Regions from separate parts of the Arachis hypogaea genome. Here region 2 is linked to region 1. Evidence: chromatin contacts called from public Hi-C data. All regions are on one chromosome and are shown on one strand. Each heading gives the region's core, a stretch centred on a gene start, on an enhancer-like site or on the middle of the called end of the contact. The rest is flanking DNA. Distances are from core to core; before and after follow the strand shown. Region 1 holds the start of LOC112771138. Region 2 holds the start of LOC112771823 (anaphase-promoting complex subunit 6).

Region 1 (4,396 bases), core at 275-2,774:
GCTTGATCATTAAATCTGCTATTTAACTCTTGTAATTGCTTATCAATTGTGACTAAAAATATCTCCACTCTAAAATAATGCTCAACTGTAATATGATCTTTTTGGTGACGCGAGCGTCTTTGCCTTGCAACATAAGAAGCAGTTAAATAAGGAATTAGAATATCATGTTGCTCACAAAATGATTTCACATTTTTTAATAATTCCTCCCATCTGTCATCTCTCATGCTTTGGATAAGTGTTTTTGTAGAATGAACTAGTTGCACAGCATTAACTATGTCTTGAGACTGCTTTTGTAAAGCTTGACAAAGAATATCAGTTATTCCCATCATATCTTTCATCAAATGCAAGATCAATACAAACTCAAATGAAGTCAGGGTATTGTAAGCACTATCTGCATCACCACGCTGAGAATAAGTTGATCCATCAACAATAATCTTTTGTAAAACAGTCAACGTTGTACCATACATATTTATCAAACTGCAAACAGAAGAGAAATGAGAACTCCATCGAGTATCACCTGCTCGTTTCAAAGTACCAATTTGATTTGCCCCTTTACCAGTTTCAAGTTCATCAATCTCTAATAAATGGACAATTTCATCTGTCTTGACAGCATGTAACTCATCATGTCGCTTACTAGAAGAACAAATGATATTGACGATGAAAGTCAATTTTGAAAAAAACTGATGTACAGGAATAACTTCTCTTGATGCAGCAACTAATGCAAGTTGTAATCGGTGAGCAAAACAGTGGATATAGTAAGCATAAGGACAATCTTTTAAGAATAATGCTTGTAACCCATTCCATTCTCCTCTCATGTTGCTGGCGCCATCATATCCTTGACCACGAATATTAGAGACATCAAGACCATGCCGAGAAAGAATGCCGCACAATTCTTGTTTTAGAGTTAATGATGTAGTATCTTTGACATGTACAAGATCAAGAAAACGCTCTTGAATAAAACCATGTATATCAACAAATCTCAAAACAAGTGCCATTTGTTCTCTTTTGGATTCATCACGAGCTTCATCTACTACAATGCAAAACTTGGAATCTCCAATTTCTTCACAAATATACTTTCTCACCTTGTTTGAGAGTATATGCAAGATTTCTTTTTGAATTTGATGTGAAGTATATTTAGCATTATATGGAGCATTTTCTAACACAGTTCTTGCAACTTCATCATTGTAAGATGTTATGAGTTTTATCATTTCAAGAAAATTACCTCGATTTTTTGATTCAGGAGTCTCATCATGGCCTCTGAAAGCACAAGCTTGAAATGTAAGCCAACGAGTTACATCAATGGAGGATTTTAGACGCAATCGATTCTTTTGAATTTCCTCAGAAGTATGATCCTTAATTACATTTTGGATGTGACTTGCCTGATTCAATAAATCTAGACATGCTCCAACTGCATTATTGTGTGGTGAGCAAGGATCTCCAATATGTTTAAGAAAAGCACAATTCTTTCCATCATTAACTTTTTTCCAATTTCTAAACCCTTTACTAATAAAAATATCTGACCCATTATGTCCACTGGATTTTTTGCTAACCAAATAACAAAATAAACAATATGCAGCATCTTCAGAAGGTGAATACTCTAACCATGAAGGAAAAATACCAAACCAAGCATATTGAAATCGTCTTGGATGCTTCGTACCAGATAGAGGATAATTGTCAAGATGTTTTTGATATGGACCCCATTTAAGATAAGCTCGTCTAACTTCATCTCTCTGGTTTGGGTGATATTGCCAAATTTGAAGCCGTTTTCCAGGGTCTCGTTCCAAAGAATTAAGATCAAACTCATCAGATGCAACTCTTTGAATTTTTGGAGGTTGTATCTCACTTTCTTCGTGATTCATTATAGTAGAAGAACTATCTACAAGTGTTAATATTGTAGAAGTTATATGTTCCCCTTCTTGAATATTAGCCTTTCTCTTAAAAAATACATCAATTCTTTGATTTTTCATCATTATTTTGTATAAAAATTTGAATATATATTCTGTAAAATATGTAAAAAAAAAAAGTTAGAAGGATAAATATTAAAATTTATAATATTTATTAAATTTTTTTTATGAATTTATCAAAATACAATAATATCAATACTTATTAAATATTATAATATTTTTATCATATAAAAAATTAAATTAAATAAATAATAAAATATAAAATAATATTAAATTAAATAAATAAAAAATACCTAATTTTTTGAGAAGCAAAGCAAAGGCAGTAGCGTGGTGTGTTTTGAGAAGCAAAGGTTATCTTTTGTATTTTTATAGTTATCTTTTTTTATTTGATTTGATTATTAGATGATTTTTTTTATTCTTATTTTTTTGTTAGATAATTTAGGGTTTAGGGTTTAGGCATGCCCCCCACTTTCTTTACACGCATAACCTTTCGAATTCAGGCTTCTAAAGAAACCTAAACTAGCATTTTTCAATAAGGAAGGATCAAGAGTATTCCATACCACCTTAGCTTTGCACAATCTCTAATGTAGTGAGCAACTGATTCCGCCCTTTCGTGACATCTGGGACAAATCTCATTAACTGCCAAACTGCACTTATATATGCCGAAAGATCTAAGTCGGAAGAGCATCATGGAGATAAAGCCAAATGAGAAATTTGGCCTTTTCTGAAATATTAGATTTTCACACCCAATCCCAATTCACATAATCTCTCCATGGAAAGCATTGCTTAGCTAATCAAGAGTAACCATTCCGAACGATGAACTATAACTACTTTTTATCACTAACATTTTCAAAATTCTTGAAAATTATTTCTAATAATTAATTTGATTTAATTGTGTACTTTTATTTGAAATAAGTTATTAAGATTACTTGTACTGTTAATTTTTTTGATAACCAACTATTAGTTAAATATTTATTTTTCAATTTTACATGAATATATAGGGTGCATCAGGTTTGTATTTGTAATGTATGATAATCAAATACGAAGGCATTCAAGCGATCATCATAACTAATTCCTTCCAAGTTCCGATGACTATTTTTGAATATTGGAAAACTAAATTATGATTAAAGTGATGACCAAATATTATTAGGATTATTATCAAATTGGTTGTGTGATATATTTTGTTTAGTATGCAAAAAAATCATTTGATCCATTTGACCCAAGAAAAATAAAATTGGTCCATTAAGCATAAATCAGCTCACAGACATTTAAACTCTATGGCCTTATACCAAACTCAGTTGTTTCACTCTATTCTTTCCATACTTAAATTCAAAGTTTGAACGGTTACCATCACAATTTCTTTCATCAGAAATAAATCAAGTCTCTAGTCAAATGAAGGAAACTAAATTTGGTCCAAATAAAGATCTAAGCTCAATTCGGTGACCACACACAAACTCATCTCACTTCAACAAAGTCACTGACTAGGTAAACAAATTTAAATATATTTGAATCCTCTTTTACTTTCATAGAACCCACAAACTCTCTCTTCTCTCTCTTCCCTTTCTTATCACAGCAATCTCTAAAACAAAAAAGAAAAAAGAGAAAAGATCTAAAGCTAGGGCATAAAGAAGAATGAAAAGCTAGCTTCCATTTTCAAACAAGAAGGAAAAGTTAAAATACTACAACAAAGAGAAGATCTCAATGCAATAGAAGATCACAAAAAGGTGGTTTCCTCATTCGTGCTTCAATGAAAAATCATAAAAAAATCTTCTATGTCTCAAGCACCTTTCATGCAACTATCAAGACAAAGAAGTCAAAGGTGCTCAATGGCTCATCAAAAGTCAATAATCAAACTTAGGGCCAAAGGAAAGATACACGACTCAGATTCAACAAGCTTGAGGAAAGTAAAGTGTCTCCTGTTTTCTCTACCTAGCAACTTCTCTATTTTTGGTTTTTCAACTTAGGAGATAAAAGTAAAGTGTCTCCTGTTTTCTCTACCCAGCAACTTCTCACAATAACTGTTCTTCTACGCTACTTCATTCTGGCTCTTCTTGTGTCAGGAGACAAAACCTAAATTTCTCCTGTATTCCTCATCAGAGAATAAAGTTACAAGAAGAGTTAAAAGGAGGCCAAGATTCAACCCTCTTCTCTTAGCCACTGATTACCATCAATTGGTATCAGAGCTTGGTTTCAAAGAGATCAAGGTTTGCAGCTTGGAGGAAAGATCCTGATGGCAAGCAACAATGGTTCCAACGTGGTGGCATACACTTTGACTGAAGGTCAATCAAACAACAGACCTCCATTCTTCAATGGAAAAACTACAACTATTGAAAAGAAAGAATGAAGATCTTTGTTCAATCGGCAGACTACAACATATGGAAAATCATCATGAATGGTCCTCAAGTCCCAACCAAAACCGGCACAAATGGCGTTGTCATTCCCAATATTAAAGCCGATTAGAACGATGAAAACAAAAATAAGATAGAGCTCAA
Region 2 (4,475 bases), core at 953-3,452, 250 kb after region 1:
GTACTCCCGTGTCCATGTCTTTGATGGACATGAACACTAAACAAACACTACCTATATGCATACTGTATGCATCTGGAAAGCCATACCTGGGACTCGTGTCTGGGTAATGTCAGAAGCGGGTAGGCAACCGACACATGAGCTCATGGCTTGCGTTAGGAATAGACATGCATCATACGTGTTTGTGCATATTTGTTTGTGAGTGTATTTATGTGATTGTGGGTGTGCTAATTGCTGTTTGAATTCTGTGTTCTATAATTGTTGAATTGGATTGTCCCTTGCTGACTGTTATTGCTGACCAAGTATATATATAAAATGAACTAAATTTCTAACTCCGATCCTACTAAGAACTCCCCAATTCTTACCCCCTATTTCCACCATTTTCAGCTACAAGTGCCAATGTTTAGTGTGGAGCTACAGCAGCATAGAAGATTATGCTTACAAGTTGAGTTGTTAGAATTTATTTACCCTCGTCGTTTATTCTTTTGGTTTTTGGAGGGGTAGGACTTGTAATTGAAATTCTTTTACTAAGTATATGTATATAATGCTATGTGGATATATATATATATATATATATATATATATATATATATATATATATATATCTTCGTGGTTAAGTAATTAAAAGTAAAAACTATTTTGTTTTCTTAATTAAAATTTCGGTTCGTATTAAGGTTCAATATTAAATAAAGATAGTATATAATAAAAAGGTTTAGAGGTAAGTAGCGCTCAGAGTTTTAGTATGATCATGAGGTGCTAAAAGTTAGGGTGTTATACTCGGTCTGATTCCGACTTCCTCGTTGTTTTCAATGGTGCGATGCATAAACATGCTTAGCTCTCTGTGTTATTTGAGCATCTCTGCTCGGTCTAGATAGCAAGGGTGTGAATGGTTCAGAACAATTTTTGAAATTGTCCAAAGATCGACGTCCTTCAATATATGTACGTAAATCCTGGCTGGACAGTTTATTTCGACTGAGGGGTTTGTCTTCAGAGTTGGAGATATCTTGAATTTCCACTTCCCTTCTCTACTGCATACGATTAGTTGATTCTTAATCTCATCTCCCTTTCGAATTGTGTTCCTTATTTTGATAGAAAAACCGGCAAGTTTAGAATAATCTTTGTAGAACTTTCCAGCTTCTTCCAATGTCTTGAAAGTTATCCCGACCTTTAGGACAAATTGTTCATCCACGACAAACCTGGACTACAGAATAAATCGAAAATATTATTAAAGCAAAGCCATTGTATAATACTAAATGAATCGAACATTGTCCATTATATAAATTCAAATTCGAACACCTACCTATAGAATGAACTGAAAATATAAGTCAAAGTGAAACCAATGTACAATGCTAAATGAACCAAATATTGTATATATAAAATCAAATTTAAAACACCTGCGTCTAGAATTTATAGATTATCAATTCATTCAATTCAATTCAGAATACCTGCGTCCATTCAATTCAATTCAATTCAATTTGGCAATTCTTTTCCATTCAATTCAATTTAAAATTGAATAATCCAAACCTTATCCACTTGATTTGAGCCTTAGTTAGATTACTTATTCATCGATTTTATAATCGAAGCAATCAATTTGGTCCAATTTTAATATTATAGGTACAATATTACAATTAGCTTAACAAGTATATCAAATATATGCTAAAAAAATAATAATAGAATTAACTTGACATGAAAAGCTTTTTCAACTTACATAAAAAGTTTTAGGCTCAAGTCATGAAAATAACAAAATAATTATTTCTAATAGATTATCCTTAATAAAAAATATTTAAAAAAATTGGATACCAATCTACTCTCGTATAATTTATGTATAATTATTTTTTTAAAAATATTAAAAATTACTTTTTCTCAGCTTAATAATTAGTAGATATTCCACTCCTAACTTTTGTCCATTGTTTGATTATTGGTTTGGTTTGGCAAGTTAGTTGGCAAAATCGAAATATTTCAGGGTATCATACTATAAATAATTTAAATTTAAATTATATTTCATGTTGTTTTTTTTTTTAACCCTAGCGATGCATTGATTTGATACCAATACCATAGCGTTAGCGTATGCGTACCTCTCTTTTCCCGCTCTCTCTCTCAATGTTCCTCTGAACCGGTCGGTTGGATCGGACCGGGAACCGACCGGTTCTTGTGAAACGGCGTCGTTTTCGTTATTTAAAAAGAAAAAACCCAACGTTAGCCCTCACTCACTCATCCCCCCTTCCCCTCACTCACTATCCGTCTGAACCTGAATCAAAATTCAAAATCACCCAACCAAAACCCTAGGTTCTGCCGCAGTGCCGCCGCCGTCCGTGCTGTCGGCGCCTCCGCGTCCTCTCTTGTAGCCCAGGCCCTCTCTTGTAGCTCGGCGTCCTCCTTCCCCCTGTCCCCGTCCTCCCTGGCTTCTCTCGAACTTGGAGCAGCTCGCCGCCGTGTCGCCGGTCGCCGTCGTCTCGCCGGTCGCCGTCCGTGTCTCCGTAGAAGGTTAGTAGCACTGCTTTCACTTCTTCGGGTTCTTCTCTTCCTTTTATGCTCTGTTTGCTGATTTTTGAATGTGAAATTGTGAATGGATTAATGGAAAATCAAATAATTGATTTTGTGCTGCTGCTCTTTTTTAAATTCCTGAAATTTTTGTTGAAATTTTCTTGCTACTGTTAAAAATGGAAATTAAATCATTATTGAAATTTTTGTTTAGCTTTATTGATTTCAGGTTTAGTGTGATTAGGGATTACTTGTTGCTGTTTTGTAATGTTTGTTGCTGAATGCTAAAAACGGAAATCAAATCAAATGTTGTTTGTTGCTGAATGCTGAATGCTGTTGGTAGTATTAATTTTGTGCTGCTATTAATTTTCTGGCTGTGCTGCTGCTGCTGTGGGTTTTGGTGTGCTGTTGTGTGTTTTGTGGCTCTGCTGTGTTGATCATCTTTCTCAATTGTCAATGTTCACTCTTCACTCGCGTTGTGTTGATAATCTTTCTCAATTGTCAATGTTCTTTATCAGAACTGAGAAGGAAAATGGCAATCTGAACCAGCAAAAGGATTTCCGCAGCGTCAGCGCATGCTCACACTCGCAGGAACAAGAAAACTAACTCTTTTTCTGCCCTCTGGTACCTCTTCATCTTTCCTTCTATTTCTGCACTCATTCATTGTATAGTAAGTCAACTCTTTGGATTACTGGTATAATTGAATTGGAGATTCAAGGGACACAGTTGATTCCTTAATACTGAAAATTCACCCTTAGTTTTGATCTAATTGTTTTGTTTATTAGGAACTAATAGAATCTCTTCATTGCTTTATCATTGTTGTTTTCCAAGTTATACTAGTTTCTTGTAAGAGAATTAATGCTAGCTAGTCTGGCCTTCCGTTTTGCACAAATAGGAATATGTAAATATGGCCATTTTATCAAAACTATAGTCACAATTAGGAAGTTTAATTTAATAGTATATGATGCAGATACGCCTATGGTACAGATATTTGAGAAGAAACGAAGTATTTGTACATTATAGCTTGCATATGTTGCGGAATAGGATAATAACAATTAAGAGTATTGAGTATTGATATACTTGTTATCTTTCTTTGAAATGTTACTTTCTGTATTTACTGTTTTGAACATTGTTTATAATTTTTTTTCTTTTAATATCATGTTTAAATTGGCAATCAAAATTTAATTTCTTTAACAATCAAATGCAGGTTTTGAGTAGCATAGATACCAAAAGAGTGGAAAAGAGCTTAGCTCCCCCTCAAATTTCAATTTCACATACGTAGCACACTCTCTGTTGCACTCATTTTGCTAAAGTGAATACCAAACCCTAATTGATTTGAATCAAATAGTTGGAAGAATGAGGGAGGAAGAGATTGAAAGGCTTCGTGGAGTAGTGAGGGACTGTGTGACCAAGCACCTTTATACGTCGGCCATCTTCTTCGCTGACAAGGTGGCTGCTTTCACCAATGACCCTGCTGATATCTACATGCAGGCACAGGCGCTCTTCCTTGGCCGTCACTACCGCCGCGCCTTCCACCTCCTTAATGCCTCCAAGATTGTCCTCCGTGATCTCCAATTCCGATACCTCGCCGCCAAGTGCCTTGTAAACTATCTCTCCTCCAAAATCGCCTATTTAATGAAATTACAGACTATTTGTGATTTATGATTTATGACATACCATCATTATAAAGGGGTTTGTATAATTATGTAATGATATCTTCTACCTCTATATATGAGACTTTTTGAAGCAGTGAGTGTGAAGTTGAATATTTTTGCACATGTGGCAATAGATAGTTTGGATTGATAGTTTATCAAAGTTAAATTTTTCAAGCCAGTTTTGTTGATATTATTTAATAATTCATATTTTGATTAAAGTAGCAATGGTTTTGTTTTGGGAAGCTGTTATAGTTTAGTTTAGCAATAGCATTCATGTTTGTTGTTGTTTTGCTTTCATTAGGAGGAACTTAAGGAGTGGGATCAATGCTTGTCAATGCTGGG

The links. Hi-C and Micro-C count contacts between places; a contact is called where the count stands out from the background.
Region 2: a contact with region 1 is called in a Hi-C map of an unstated tissue, with 4 times the contacts expected there. The contact joins the promoter of LOC112771823 here to the promoter of LOC112771138 in region 1. A contact is called at or near these places in 2 of 8 Hi-C or Micro-C datasets (leaf and an unstated tissue).

The regions. Positions count from the first base shown.
Region 1 is chr18:34,986,475-34,990,870 of arahy.Tifrunner.gnm2.J5K5, forward strand. LOC112771138 reads right to left here and starts at 1,525. Exons shown (of 2, transcript XM_029294906.1): 1 at 1,522-1,525; 2 at 1-1,408. The coding sequence starts at 1,525.
Region 2 is chr18:35,233,124-35,237,598 of arahy.Tifrunner.gnm2.J5K5, forward strand. It overlaps LOC112771823 (anaphase-promoting complex subunit 6), which reads left to right and starts at 2,203. Exons shown (of 18, transcript XM_029295181.2): 1 at 2,203-2,481; 2 at 2,997-3,102; 3 at 3,686-4,080; 4 at 4,435-4,475. The coding sequence starts at 3,835.